2 separate regions of the Canis lupus genome follow, and region 1 is linked to region 2. The links are chromatin contacts, called in public Hi-C maps. All regions are on one chromosome and are shown on one strand. Each heading gives the region's core, a stretch centred on a gene start, on an enhancer-like site or on the middle of the called end of the contact. The rest is flanking DNA. Distances are from core to core; before and after follow the strand shown.

What was found. Hi-C and Micro-C count contacts between places; a contact is called where the count stands out from the background.
Region 1: a contact with region 2 is called in a Hi-C map of blood, with 1.6 times the contacts expected there. The contact joins the promoter of XXYLT1 here to the promoter of ACAP2 in region 2. A contact is called at or near these places in 3 of 9 Hi-C or Micro-C datasets (amygdala and blood).

The regions. Positions count from the first base shown.
Region 1 is chr33:31,427,802-31,434,619 of UU_Cfam_GSD_1.0, forward strand. It overlaps XXYLT1 (xyloside xylosyltransferase 1), which reads left to right and starts at 4,575. Exons shown (of 4, transcript XM_038583231.1): 1 at 4,575-5,075. The coding sequence starts at 4,575.
Region 2 is chr33:31,292,159-31,298,556 of UU_Cfam_GSD_1.0, forward strand. It overlaps ACAP2 (arf-GAP with coiled-coil, ANK repeat and PH domain-containing protein 2), which reads left to right and starts at 4,308. Exons shown (of 24, transcript XM_038583229.1): 1 at 4,308-4,442. The coding sequence starts at 4,390.

The sequences.
Region 1 (6,818 bases), core at 3,325-5,824, 140 kb after region 2:
AAGACATTTTAAAGAATGTATAACCAACACTCCATTTACTTTTTATTAGTATGTAGAGGATTTGTATCTAATTCATGAATGTAGTTTTACTGCAGCTTGTCATTGTAAATGGAGCAAAAAGTTCATTATCTTTATAGTCATTCTAAAATGTACATTATGTAAGAATTGTAAATATTATACTTGATTAAAATACTTTGTATGCTGAAAAATTATGGTAATAAGTCAATAAAAATCTCACCTCTGGCATAGTTTTTTTTATGCTCAGACTTGCACTTTATTGTGAACCACAACTGCAGACATATCTGTTAGGAACTGTCCTGTTTAAGGTCTTCTGTTCCTTTCCAGCTCTGTCACATTGACCTAGTTGATCGCATTTGCTGGTACTTCAATCAGGAAATCCATTTTGATCTTTTAAAGAATTTCTCTATGAGCACATAGCTATATGCATTCAATAGCTAAAAATGAGGGATCCCTGGGTGGCGCAGCGGTTTGGCGCCTGCCTTTGGCCCAGGGCGCGATCCTGGAGACCCGGGATTGAGTCCCACGTCGGGCTCCCGGTGCATGGAGCCTGCTTCTCGCTCTGCCTCTCTCTCTCTCTCTGTGTGTGTGACTATCATGAATAAGTAAATAAAATCTTTAAAAAAAAAATAGCTAAAAATGACAAAGGCTTTTTTTTTTTTTCCCCTGGAAGTGGGGGCTAGGTCTGATTATTTTCCATTATTATTGGCATCTTTTGAAGTTCCCCATCTAGGCAGCACATTCACACTCAATCCTTTTAGTAAACAAACAAAAACATGTTTTTCTATGAATTGAGATAGAAGGAATGGAGGATTGAAAGAACAGACCTGGAAGTGAATCATCTGCTTTTTCCTTTTAAGTTAATTAAAAGCAGACGCATAAAACTTTTCTGTGTGACTTGCTTTATTCCTCTTCACTTCATTTTCAGAATAGTTCTGTGAAGAAGAGAACCCACACCAATAGTGATCTTTTTAAATGAAAATAACCTACTTCTCCCTATTGCAAAACAATGCTCTTTCATTGTAGAAAAATGTTTAACAAGAAGTAAAAAAGAGGATCATCATTCCGTCATCTGCCAGAGCTCCCAGTATGGCCTCTACTAGCCACATGTGCCTATTGAAATTAATTAAAGTCAGACAAAATTAAGAGTTGAATTCCACCGCTGCATTTTATGCACTCAGCCATGTGCCTAGTGACTGCCATCTTGAACAGGACAGATTATAGAACATGGCCATCCATCAGTGCAGGAAGTTCTGTTGAATAGTTTTGAGGGGGAAACTTACTTTCTTGGTATATATCTTTCTAGAACTTTGGGTGTGTGTATTTAAGTTGATCTACAATGGGATCATACTGTTATCTGCTGCTTTCACTCACATGGGGAACAGATTTCTTTTTTTGGTGGGGGAACAGATTTCTAAGTCAAGTGTTGTACATCACTTTGGGGGAGGATCTTAAAAAGTTTTCATTATGGAAAATTTCAAACATATACAAAATAGAATAATTTCAATAGCTAATGGCTCATGGCTAACATTGTTTTATCAATAAAACACCATTTTTTCTCTTACCCACCCATTTTTTTCTCTTACCCAGATTTTACTTTGAATCAAATTTCAGACATTTCACTAACAAATCAGTATGTATGTCTAAAAGAAAAAAGCCAATCACAACATTGTATTTCCTTGAACTGTAAAACTACCGTAGTCTATTCAAACTGTCCCAATTGTACCAATGTGCTTTTATTTATTTATTAAGATTTTATTTATTCATTCACGAGAGACAGAGAGAGAGAGAGCGGGGCAGAGACACAGGCAGAGGGAGAAGCAGGCTCCACGCAGAGAGCCTGATGTGGGACTTGATCCTGGGACTCCAGGATCACGCCCTGGGCTGAAGGTGGTGCTAAACCACTGAGCTACCCGGGCTGCCATCAATGTGCTTTTAAAAAACAGATTCTTGGGGATCCCTGGGTGGCTCAGCGGTTGGGCACCTGCCTTTGGCCCAGGGCGTAATCCTGGGGTCCCGGGATCGAGTCCCACGTTGGGCTCCTGGCGTGGAGCCTGCTTCTCCCTCCTCCTGTGTCTCTGCCTCTCTCTCTCTATCATAAATAAATCTTTCAAAAAAATAAATAAAAATTAAAAAACAGATTCTTCAAATTAGAATTCATAGAGGTTCCATTCATTGCAGTTGGCTAATCAGTATCTCGAGTCTCTAAACCTGCAAGTTATTCCTCCGTTTATTTTGAAATGTCTCCACTTGCAGCTGGTGAACACATCCCTTGTAATGACAGCATCATTATTTTTGTTTAACCACTTTATTGACGACTGTTGATTCTAGTCTCTTGCCGTCCTAAATCTAGTTCTGCTTTATCCTTCTGGCTAAATACATTTAATATCAACATTTAAATATGTGAATATATAAGTAGATGTAAATATTGTATCCCCAGGATGAATTCCTAGAAGTAGAAACGCTGATTGGTCAGGGGCGGGTATATTTTTGAGGTTCATTCAATGGGTCAGGTATCCAAGATGTTATGGCAAAAAAAAAAAAAAGAGAAAGGGAGAGGTACTTGCTATTTCCTGGAGTCCTGCCTTCGTGCGACAGAGACGGGGCTGCCTGGGTCACGGGCGGCCTCGCGGGCCGTCGGGCAGCGCCTTCTCCGGACCCCGGGTGGTGCTGGGTGTTGGGGGCCGCTCAAGGCAGCGGCCTGGGTCAGGGCTTGCGGGGGGGGGCGGGGGGCGGGGCCGGGCCTGGGGCCGCGCTTCCCGCCGTGACCGCCGAAGACCCGCTGTTGGGCGCTCTCGGGGGCGCGGGCCCGGCGCTCCGCGGCTCCTCTGGGCACCACGACGCCGCGTCTGGGGGCACGTTCAGGACCGGAGCGAGCGGGGAGGGGCCCGGGGGCGTCACCGCGGCTGCGGCCCCCCGGGAGCCCTGCTCGCCGCCTCGCGCGCCGGGCCTCTGCGGACCTGGGGTCCCCGGCGCGGCCGGCCCGCGGGAGGGTCAGGCGGCCCCGGCGCCCACCGCGTCTCCTCCGAAAGCGGCGGGTTCGAGCCACGCGCAGGAGCCTCCAGCCGCAGGCGTCCCGCTCGGTCCTCGGGACGCGGGTGAGGACTCGCGCGTCGTCGGCGCCGCAGGGGCTCCGGGCCGCGGGCGGGTCCCCGGCGCGCCTCCCCGGCAGCCCAGAACCAGAACCGCCCCGCGCGGCCCGAGGCTCGGGGGCTCCGGAGGCCGAGGCCCCGCCCCCTCCCGCGGACCACGCCCACCTGGACGGCAGGCCCCGCCCCCTCGGTGGACCCCCCCGGCCACGCCTATCCCGGACCGGCAGGCCCCGCCCCTCCCGCGGGCCACGCCCACCTGGACGGCAGGCCCCGCCCCCTCGGTGGACCCCCCCCCCGGCCACGCCTATCCAGGACCGGCAGGCCCCGCCCCTCCCGCGGGCCACGCCCACCTGGACGGCAGGCCCCGCCCCCTCGGTGGACCTCCCCCCGGCCACGCCTATCCAGGACCGGCAGGCCCCGCCCCTCCCGCGGGCCACGCCCACCTGGACGGCAGGCCCCGCCCCCTCGGTGGACCCCCCCCGGCCACGCCTATCCAGGACCGGCAGGCCCCGCCCCCCGAAGGCCACGCCCACATGGACGGCAGACACCGCCCCCTCGGTGGGCCCCCCCGATCCAGGACCGGCAGGCCCCGCCCCCTCCCGCGGACCACGCCCACCAGGACGGCAGGCCCCGCCCCCCGCGCGGGCCACGCCCACATGGACGGCAGGCCCCGCCCCCTCGGTGGGCCCCCCCGATCCAGGACCGGCAGGCCCCCGCCCCCTCCCGCGGACCACGCCCACATGGACGGCAGACCCCCGCCCCCTCGGTGGGCCCCCCCACCCCGGGCCACGCCGATCCAGGACCGGCAGGACCCGTCCCCTCCCGCGGGCCACGCCCATTCAGGCCGACAGACCCCGCCCCTGGGTGGACCCCCCCGGGCCCCGCCTATCCAGGACCCGCAGGACCCGCTCCCTCCCGCGGGCCACGCCCATTCAGGACGCAGGCCCGCTCCCAGGGAGGGGAGACCCCGCCCCCTCCCGCGGGCCCCGCCCCCGGTGGACCCCGCCCCCTCCCGCGGCGCCCCCCAGACGGCGAAGGAGCCGGGGGTTCGCTCGGTGGATCCCCAGCGCCAGCGGGTCGGCGGACAGAGGACCTGCAGCCTCCTGACGTTTGGGGGCGAGGGGGTCGGAGCCCGACTGCGCCCCTCGCGCGTGCAGCTCAGGGCTCCTGCTCCCGGAGGGCCGGCGCCGCGGCGCGTCTGCACGCTCGGGGCTCGGCGCCTGGAGCCGGGTATCCGGGACGGCCGGCGGCCGCACACCCCGCCGCGTCTAGGACCCAGCGGCGGCCGCGCGGCCCCGCCCCCTCGGGCAGCAGCGCCCGCGGATTGGCTGCGGCCAGCGCGGTCCCGCCCCCGCCATGGCCGCCGCCCGCCGCCCGGGCTCCTGAGCGGCTGCGGGGTGCTGGTCGCCGCCGCCGCCGCCGCCGCCGCCGCCGCCGCCGCCCGGTCCGCGGGCCCCGGGGCGCATGGGTCGGCGCGGCGGGCCCTCCTGCGCGCGGGCCATGGCGCGCCTGGCCGCCGTGCGCTCCCACTACTGCGCGCTGCTGCTGGCCGCGGCGCTGGCCGTCTGCGCCTTCTACTACCTGGGCTCGGGCCGCGAGACCTTCTCCAGCGCCACCAAGAGGCTGAAGGAGGCCCGCGCCGGGGCCCCCGCGGCGCCCTCGCCGCCCGCGCCGGAGGTGGTGCGGGGCTCGGCGGCGCCGGCCGCGGGCGCCAAGGCCAAGGGCCTGGAGGGCGGCGGGCCCGGGCCGGTGGACTACCACCTGCTCATGATGTTCACCAAGGCGGAGCACAGCGCGGCGCTGCAGGCCAAGGCCCGCGTGGCGCTGCGCTCGCTGCTGCGTCTCGCCAAGTTCGAGCCGCACGAGGTGCTCAACCTGCACTTCGTGAGCGAGGAGGCCAGCCGCGAGGTGGCCAAGGCCCTGCTGCGGGAGCTGCTGCCGCCCGCCGCCGGCTTCAAGTGCAAGGTGAGCGGGGCTGGGCGACGGCGCGCCTGCGTCACCGCGCTCGGCGGGGCGGGCGGCGGGCGGCGCCCCCCCTACGTCCTGTGGCCCTACGTCACCGCGCTCGGCCGGGCGGGCGGCGGGCGGTGCCCCCCTGCGTCGGTGCGCCCCTACGTCACCGCGCTCTGCCGCGACCCGGACCGGGGCCGCTCGGCCGGCGCGGGGCGGGGGCGCGGGGCGGGGGCGCGGCCTGTGCGCCTGCAGCTCTGGCTCCTCGGTCTCGGACTTGTGAGGTCGCAGCCGGTCGCCCCGCGGGGTCGGCCGCACGGGGTCTTGCCGAGGTCGCCTGAGCGGGAGTCGCGTGGTGCCCACCCCCCGGCCCGAGCCGCCGGAGCGCCGCCTCCCCCCACGCCCCAGATCGCGGCCCCGTTAGGAGGCGCCGCCGCCCGCGGAGACCGGCAGGGCCGGCCCCGGCCTCGCTCCTCGTCGGGGCCGCACCTCGGGCTCTGGCCTCCGTCGGGCCGCGGGCCCCGCGCTGAGCTCCCGGCTCGCACCGAGACTAGGCCTTGAGGCCGCGCGGTGCCGGCGACACGGGGCCTGCGGGGCCGCTGGACCCCGCCTCTGTGCCCAGGGAGCCGGCGGGGCTCCTCCCGGACCTGCGGGGCTCGGGGCTCGGGGCTCGGCGGGCGCGAGGACGCCGGCCGGGTGGGGCCTGGCCCGCCCCTCCTCCCCCACCCCGCCTCCCGTCCCGCCTCCCGTCCTCCCCTCCCTTCTCCTCCCATCCTCCCCTCCCCTCCCCTCCCGTCCCACCTCCCGTCCCACCTCCGATCCCACCTCCCGTCCCGCCCTCCCTTCTCCTCCCATCCTCCCCTCCCCTCCCCTCCCGTCCCACCTCCGATCCCACCTCCGATCCCACCTCCCGTCCCGCCCTCCCTTCTCCTCCCATCCTCCCCTCCCCTCCCGTTCCGCCTCCCGTCCCGCCTCCCGTCCCGCCTCCCGCCCCGCCTCTCGCCCTCCCCTCCCGTCCCGCCTCCCGTCCTCCTCTCCCCTCCCATCCCGCCTCCTGTCCTCCCCTCCTGTCCCACTTCCCGTCCCGCCTCCCGTCCCGCCTCCCGCCCCGCCTCTCGCCCTCCCCTCCCGTCCCGCCTCCCGTCCTCCTCTCCCCTCCCGTCCCACCTCCCGCCTCCTGTCCTCCCCTCCTGTCCCACTTCCCGTCCCGCCTCCCGCCCTCCCAAGGCGGGGCAGATACGGAGAGGAGGGGGAGAGGCGAGGAAGGCAGGACTGCAGAGTGAAGCCCTGGGAGCCCCACCGAAGTTGTGCTCACACCCAGAGGTCTCTCCTAAGGCTATTTTCAAGTGAAATAAAAATACTTCTTAGCTGAAATGGTTGCAGACATAGATCATAGAACATCATTAGTGACCTTAGATTACATTTTGGTTAACTAAATATTATATTAAAAAATCACTTAACCAGAAAAATCTTGTTTTGATTATTATTGAAACTCTTTCAAAATCTACTGGTTTGTCTCCTAACAGGATGGAAGTCTGTTATTTCTTCGCTTATTTAGTGAACCTCCAAACGTGCTGTGTCCCACGTGCCGGGTTAGGAGCCGCTAGCCTGTATACTCGGTCCATCCATAGCCTCCATACTGCGTCAGAATCACGCGGGTACACTTATTAAAAAATCAGCATCCTGGGCCCTGCCCCACCCTGTGGATCAGAATCCCCCAGGTGGGGCCTGGGGCCTTGGATCCGAATTTGTATGGAG
Region 2 (6,398 bases), core at 3,058-5,557:
AGGTGGATCAGGGAAGGGGTAGTAAACAACTTCTACTGAAGAGCATACAGTTAAAAGTATCCTCACATGGGATGCCTGTGAGCATCTGCCTTCGGCCCAGGGCATGACCCCAGGTCCCGGGATTGAGTCCCACATTGGGCTCCCTGCGTGGAGCCTGCTTCTCCCTCTGCCTCTCTCTCTGTGTTTCTCATGAATAAATAAAATATCTAAAAAAAGGTATCCTCACAGAGGGGCCCCTGGGTGGCTCAGTTGGTTGAGCAGTGGACTCTTAATTTCGGCTCAGGTCATAATCTCAGAGTTGTGAGATGGAGCCCCACGATGGGCTCAGTGCTCAGCTCAGAGTCTACTTGGGATTCTCTCTCCCTCTTGCTTGTGTGCACACCCCCCTGCCTCCCCCTGCCCCTGCCACTCACACTCTAAATAAATAAAATCTTAAAAAAAAAAAAAGTATGCTCAGAGACAATCCAAAGTGTCCTGGGAAGGATGGACTATGGGCATACAGGGTTCCAGAGGTTTTGGAGGAAGGTATTGGGAGGTCTGGGGAGAAGACACTTGTGAGATTTAAGGTTTGATCATTTATATCCCTTACTAATTCTCACTGCCTGTTGAAAAGAGATGTCTGTATTTCAGCAAACTGAGAAGGCTTCCTGAAAGAGGTGGCATTTGAGCCGCACCTCTGAAATGAAACACATGAAAAGGAAATGTTTCATACGTAAACAGAGCCACACCCATAAAGGCCAAATTCTAAAGGAGAAGCAGGCAGTTTGCAGTTAGAGTCTTTATTTGACACAGCAGCAAGGGTAACAGCAGGCAGGGAGACAGGGAGAAGCAGACTCCCCGCTGAGCTGGGAGCCCGACGACGCAGAGCTCAATCCAGGGATCACGACCTCAGCCGAAAGCAGACGCTTAGCTGACTGAGCCACCCAGGCACCCCTACTTCTAATATTTCTTAATTTAGAACATATCCTACAATTGACAACCCCCGTGTGCTTGCTTTACCACAGGGCAGAAAAAAATTTTTTGACAGTGTTATCACTGACTGGATGTACATACATTTAGCTGTCCACATTAAGAAAATGTTCATTATTGACAATTAGCTTATTTGAGTTACTTTCATTGAAAGTGGCATACAGCTGAATTTTAATTTGAATCTCAAAGTGTCATATTAGGCCTTTTCTAAAAGGTTACATTGTGTTGAAGCATTGAAACAATATTATCTTACACACAGATTAGTTGTCATGCATTTGGAATACAATTAAATGTAGAAATGGCCAACTCTCTTTCTAAATTTGACACAGAAGGTGTAAGTCCGGCAGAGGTTGGCTTGACCAACTGAAATGTCTGAGGACACTGAAAGCTTAACTGTCAATAGTTTCCAGTTATCAAAAGAAGCTGTGCAGATTCCAGGCATATGCAATTTATTTTTTTTAAATATTTTATTTATTCATGATAGACACAGGCAGAGGGAGAAGCAGGCTCCAGGGAAGGAGCCTGACCTGGGACTTGATCCCCAGTCTCCAGGATCACAACCTGGGCTGAAAGCGGTGCTAAGCCACCCAGGCTGCCCAGAGGCATATGTAATTTAAAAAAGAAACCAAATTACCATATGATTTCACTTATACATTTAAGTATGTAAGTATGTTTCTTTTTTTTAAATTTTTTAAAAAAATTTTAATTTATTTATGATAGTCACAGAGAGAGAGAGAGAGAGAGAGGCAGAGACACAGGCAGAAGGAGAAGCAGGCTCCATGCACCGGGAGCCCGACGTGGGATTCGATTCCGGGTCTCCAGGATCGTGCCCCAGGCCAAAGGCAGGCGTCAAACCGCTGTGCCACCCAGGGATCCCTGTAAGTATGTTTCTTAAACTCCTTAAGAATTCCTTAAGGAATTTAAGAATCAAAACAAATAAGCAAAGAGAAAAAATAAGAGAGAGAGATCAAGAGACAGCCTCTGAATTATAGGGAACGAATTGATCGTGGGGTGGGGGGGATAGGTTAGTGATGGGGACTAAGGGGTGCACTTGCCCTGAGGAGCACAGGGTGATATATGCAAGTGTCGATAACTATACTGTACATCCGAAACCAATATAACAGCTGTGTGTTAAGTAGAATTATTATTATTTTTTTAGAATTTTTCTTATTTATTCATGAGAGACAGAGAGAGAGAGAGAGAGAGAGAGGCAGAGACACAGGCAGAGGGAGAAGCAGGCTCCATGCAGGGAGCCCGATGTGGGACTCGATCCTGGGTCTCCAGGATCAGGCCCTGGACTGAAGGCAGTGCTAAACCGCTGAGCCACCTGGGCTGCCCTGTTAAGTAGAATTAAAACAAAAGGTTAAGAAAATAAAAAAAGGGGATCCCTGGGTGGCGCAGCGGTTTGGCGCCTGCCTTTGGCCCAGGGCGCGATTCTGGAGACCCGGGATCGAATCCCACATCGGGCTCCCGGTGCATGGAGCCTGCTTCTCTCTCTGCCTCTCTCTCTCTCTGTAACTATCATAAATAAATAAAACTTAAAAAAAAATAAAAAAAACTAAAATTCTATAAAAAAAAAAAGAAAATAAAAAAAGAAACCCAGTTTAAAATCAAGGCAGAAACATATATACTGCTTGTATAGTCTCAGAAACGTCTCAACATGACACTATTCCTTTTCTTTTTTCCTTTCCTTTTTATACTGTTAATTTCTAATGGTGCAAAAGGAGATCAAGATGCAAGCTCTGGTTATGTAAACCATCATCCCATCATGCTACACTTAGCCAGACGGGCGACACGGTTATGTAAAACTTGAGGCAGTGGAAGTGAGGAGGCTTACATTTATTATTTATTCATTTATTTATTTTTTATAAAATTTATTTACTCACGAGAGACACAGAGAGAGAGTGAGAGAGAGGCAGAGACCCAGGCAGAGGGAGCAGCAGGCTCCACGCAGGGCCCCGATGCGGGGCTCCATCCTGGGTCTCCAGGGTCACGCCCCGGGCTGCAGGCGGCGCTAACCGCTGGGCCACCGGGCGTCCCCGGGAGGCTTACACCTAGACTTTGACCACAGCACTGAAGAGAGCGGTACCGGGATGCTGGCAGCCCCGCTCCCGGCGTGGCTTCTCCGTGGCCTCGTGTCCTTGGACTTCTTAGTTCGGCTTCGGGGCAACTGCATCCCATCAGCGCTTTCCCTTCACTTTACAGCCACACAGACGTTCCCATCTCTTTGCCTTCAGGCTCTCGCTCGCAGCCACTCTGCTGCCGTTGCGTTTTATGGACATGCTTCAGCTTGCGCTGCATTTAAGTGTAATGCTTGTTTTTTTAAAAAAATATTTTATTTACTTATTTATTCATGAGACACAGAGGGGGGGGGCAGAGACGCAGGCAGAGGGAGACGCGGGCTCCACGCGGGGATGCGGGACTCGAACCCGAGACCCGGGGTCACGCCCCGGGCTGCAGGCGGCGCTAACCGCTGAGCCACCGGGCTGCGCAGGTATAGTGTGTTCATCGTGGTTTCTTCTTCTGCTTTTTTTTTTTTTTTTTTTTTTCTTTTCTTCCTTTTCTCCGGCCACTGGCATCTTAGGCTGGGTCCGACGCCGGCAGCCTGCAGGGCTCCGGGGGCGAGTGTGCAGGGGGGCGGCGCGGGCCACGGGGCAGGGAGCCCGGCCGTCCGACCCGCCGCCTGCGAGCCGGGGAAAGCCCCGGAGGTCTCGGGGCTGCCCCCCCCGCCCCCCCCGCGCGACCCCTCTCCTACCTGCCGGGACCCTCCCGAGCGAGGCCCGCTCGCCCCGCAAACCGGATCCGCGGTCCCCTGCGCGGCAGACGCCGTCGACGAGAGCCACGAGCGCCCCCGGCCCGCCGCCTCCCCGCCGCTCCCGGCGTGCCCCGCGGCCCCACGCGCTGGCAGCTCGGCGGGGCGGGGCCTCCGAGGGAAGCGCCGCGCTCGGCCACGTGACTTCCTTCCGGGGGAGCCTCCGCGGGCCTCCCAGCCACCGGCGCGGCCCGCCCCACCACGCCTGCGCGCCCGGCGAGGGGGCGGGGCGCGCCCACGACCGCGCCGCTCATTGGCTCGCGCTGCCGTCGCTCGGCTGCGTTGCCGCGGCGCCCGCGGGGGCGGGGCCGCCGGAAGCCCCGCCCCCCGGCCGCCGGGCCCGTGGCTGGCTGGCGGAGGCTGTCACTCCCGGGCGGCTTCCCTGCGGCCGGCGCTCGGCTGGGGGCGGGAGGAGGAGGGGCCGGCCTGGGGCCCGACCAGCCGCCGCCGCCGCCGCCGCCGCCGCCGCCTGCGCGGGGCTATGAGCAGCGGGCGACGCGCCCTCCGCCGCTCCGCGCAGCGCTAGTCGCCGCCCGGGTGCCCAGCGCCGCGGCCCGCGGCCCCCTCGGCTTCCCCCCCAGCGCGGCCGGCGACGAGGCGGGGGCAGGATGAGGATGGCGGTGGACTTCGAGGAGTGCCTCAAGGACTCGCCCCGCTTCAGGTACCGGCGGCCTGCCAGGCCCCGAGCCCCGGCGCGCTTCCTCCCGCCGCCGCGGCCCTGCCTGCGCTCCGCCCCCGGCCCCGCCGACGAGGCCCGGCGCCCGCACCCCCCGCCCCCCGTCCAGGGCCCGGCCGCCCGGCGGGTCTGCGGGGGGCGGAAGTGGGAGCGCCCTGCCTCCTCCCGGCGGCTCCGTCCCCGGCTGGGCTGGGCTCGGTCCTCGGCCCGGGGCTCGGTCCTCGGCTCCGTCCTCGGCTCCGGGGCTCCATCCTCGGCCCAGGCTGCGTCCTCGGCCCCGGGGCTCCATCCTCGGGCCGGGCTCCGTCGGCCGAGCCGAGCGGCAGCCCTGGGCGACCCGAGCCCGTGCGCCCCCGCCTCCGCCTCCGCCTCCGGTGCGCGCCCCTCGGGGCTCCAGAGCGGTTTCCAGGGGACCCCTTTGCTGGGTTCTATCTCCCGGCGCGTTCGTACGGCTGCCCTCGGGCCGCTCGGGAGTAAGGGGGGCCTTGGGACGAGCGTTAGCCGGTGAGCCCCCGGGTCCGAGCCTGCCCAGCTGCAGGCCGAGCGGCGCTCAGGGATGCTTGCCTGCATCCTTCTGGGAGCTAGCTGTGCGCATCTTTTTTTTTTTTTTTTTTTTTAAAGATTTTATTTATTTGTTAGAGACCCAGAGATAGAGAGAGAGAGAGGCAGAGGGAGAAGCAGGCTCCACGCAGGGAGCCCGACGGGGGACTCGATCCCACGACCCTGGGGTCACGCCCTGGGCTGCAGGCGGCGCTAACCGCTGGGCCACCCGGGCCGCCCCATGTTCTCTTTCTTACCACGGATTTCCCCATTCCCTTTACAGTGAAACGCAAAGAATTGGTAAAACCGAGGAACTCCCACTTCTAAGAACATTTTGTTTTGTTTTGCCTTTTTTTTTTTTTTTTTTCCTTTGGAGGAGGGTGTTAATTTTATTCGCAGCTTAGAGCTGTTGTTTGTAAAAAGCTGCATCTGGTTTGATCGCGGTTGTTGGCATTCGTTTTTTGACAGTTTTATGGTCCACGTGAATTAAAAGGACCCAGAGGGGACACGCATGGATTGCCTAGGACAGCTTCTCAGGTTGGAGTGCAGACTGTGGCAGATGAAGTGATTTTTAAAGTATACCTCAGAAAACCCTGCTTTTCGTGAATTTTTGTTTATATGACTTGGCTTTTTTTTTTTTTTTTTTTTTTAATGAAGCAGCACAGTATTTTTCCTCTGGAGAATGTGGATTTATACTCAATTTGTTTCACATATTAAGTTTTATTAAAAAAAAAAAACAAGTTGAGAGAAGGGATATGGAAATACTTGTGGCCACTGATGTTCAGAAACTTGTGATGTCTTTGTTTTTGAAATAAAGGAACCATTGAATATAAAATAAGAGGGAAAGATACTGATTAGATCGTATGGAATATTATGGTGAACTTTGTTAAACTTGAGTATATTCTATTTTAATTCAGTATTAGAGATTTTTCAAGCGTTGCTTCTGGTATTCCAGTTATTGTTGGCTGCACATTGGGAAGAGAAGTCAAGCTTGAAGGAACTCCAGTATCTGGTATACGTTTTTTTAAAGCTGCATTAGATTTGCGATAGAAGGGGGGCCTCCCTGGTGACTAGATCAGTTAAGCATCTTCCTTTGGCTTGGTCTTGATCTCAGGGTCCTGGGATCCCCTCCTGAGTCTGACTCTGCTCAGCAGGGAGCCTGCTTCTCCCTCTCTCTTTCCCTCTCTCTGCCTTCTGCTCTGCCTGCTTGTGCTCTTTCTCTTATTCTCTGTCAAATAAATAAAATCTTAAAAAAAAAATGATTTGCAATGGAAGTATGCCAAGAAATAAAAGTCTCATCGCTCACATTCCTAATTTTTCCAGTCTCTATGTAAGTTTGTATAGCATTTGAAAATAATGTTTTAGAATTCTTTTATCCATATGCTTCATGTATAAGAGAAA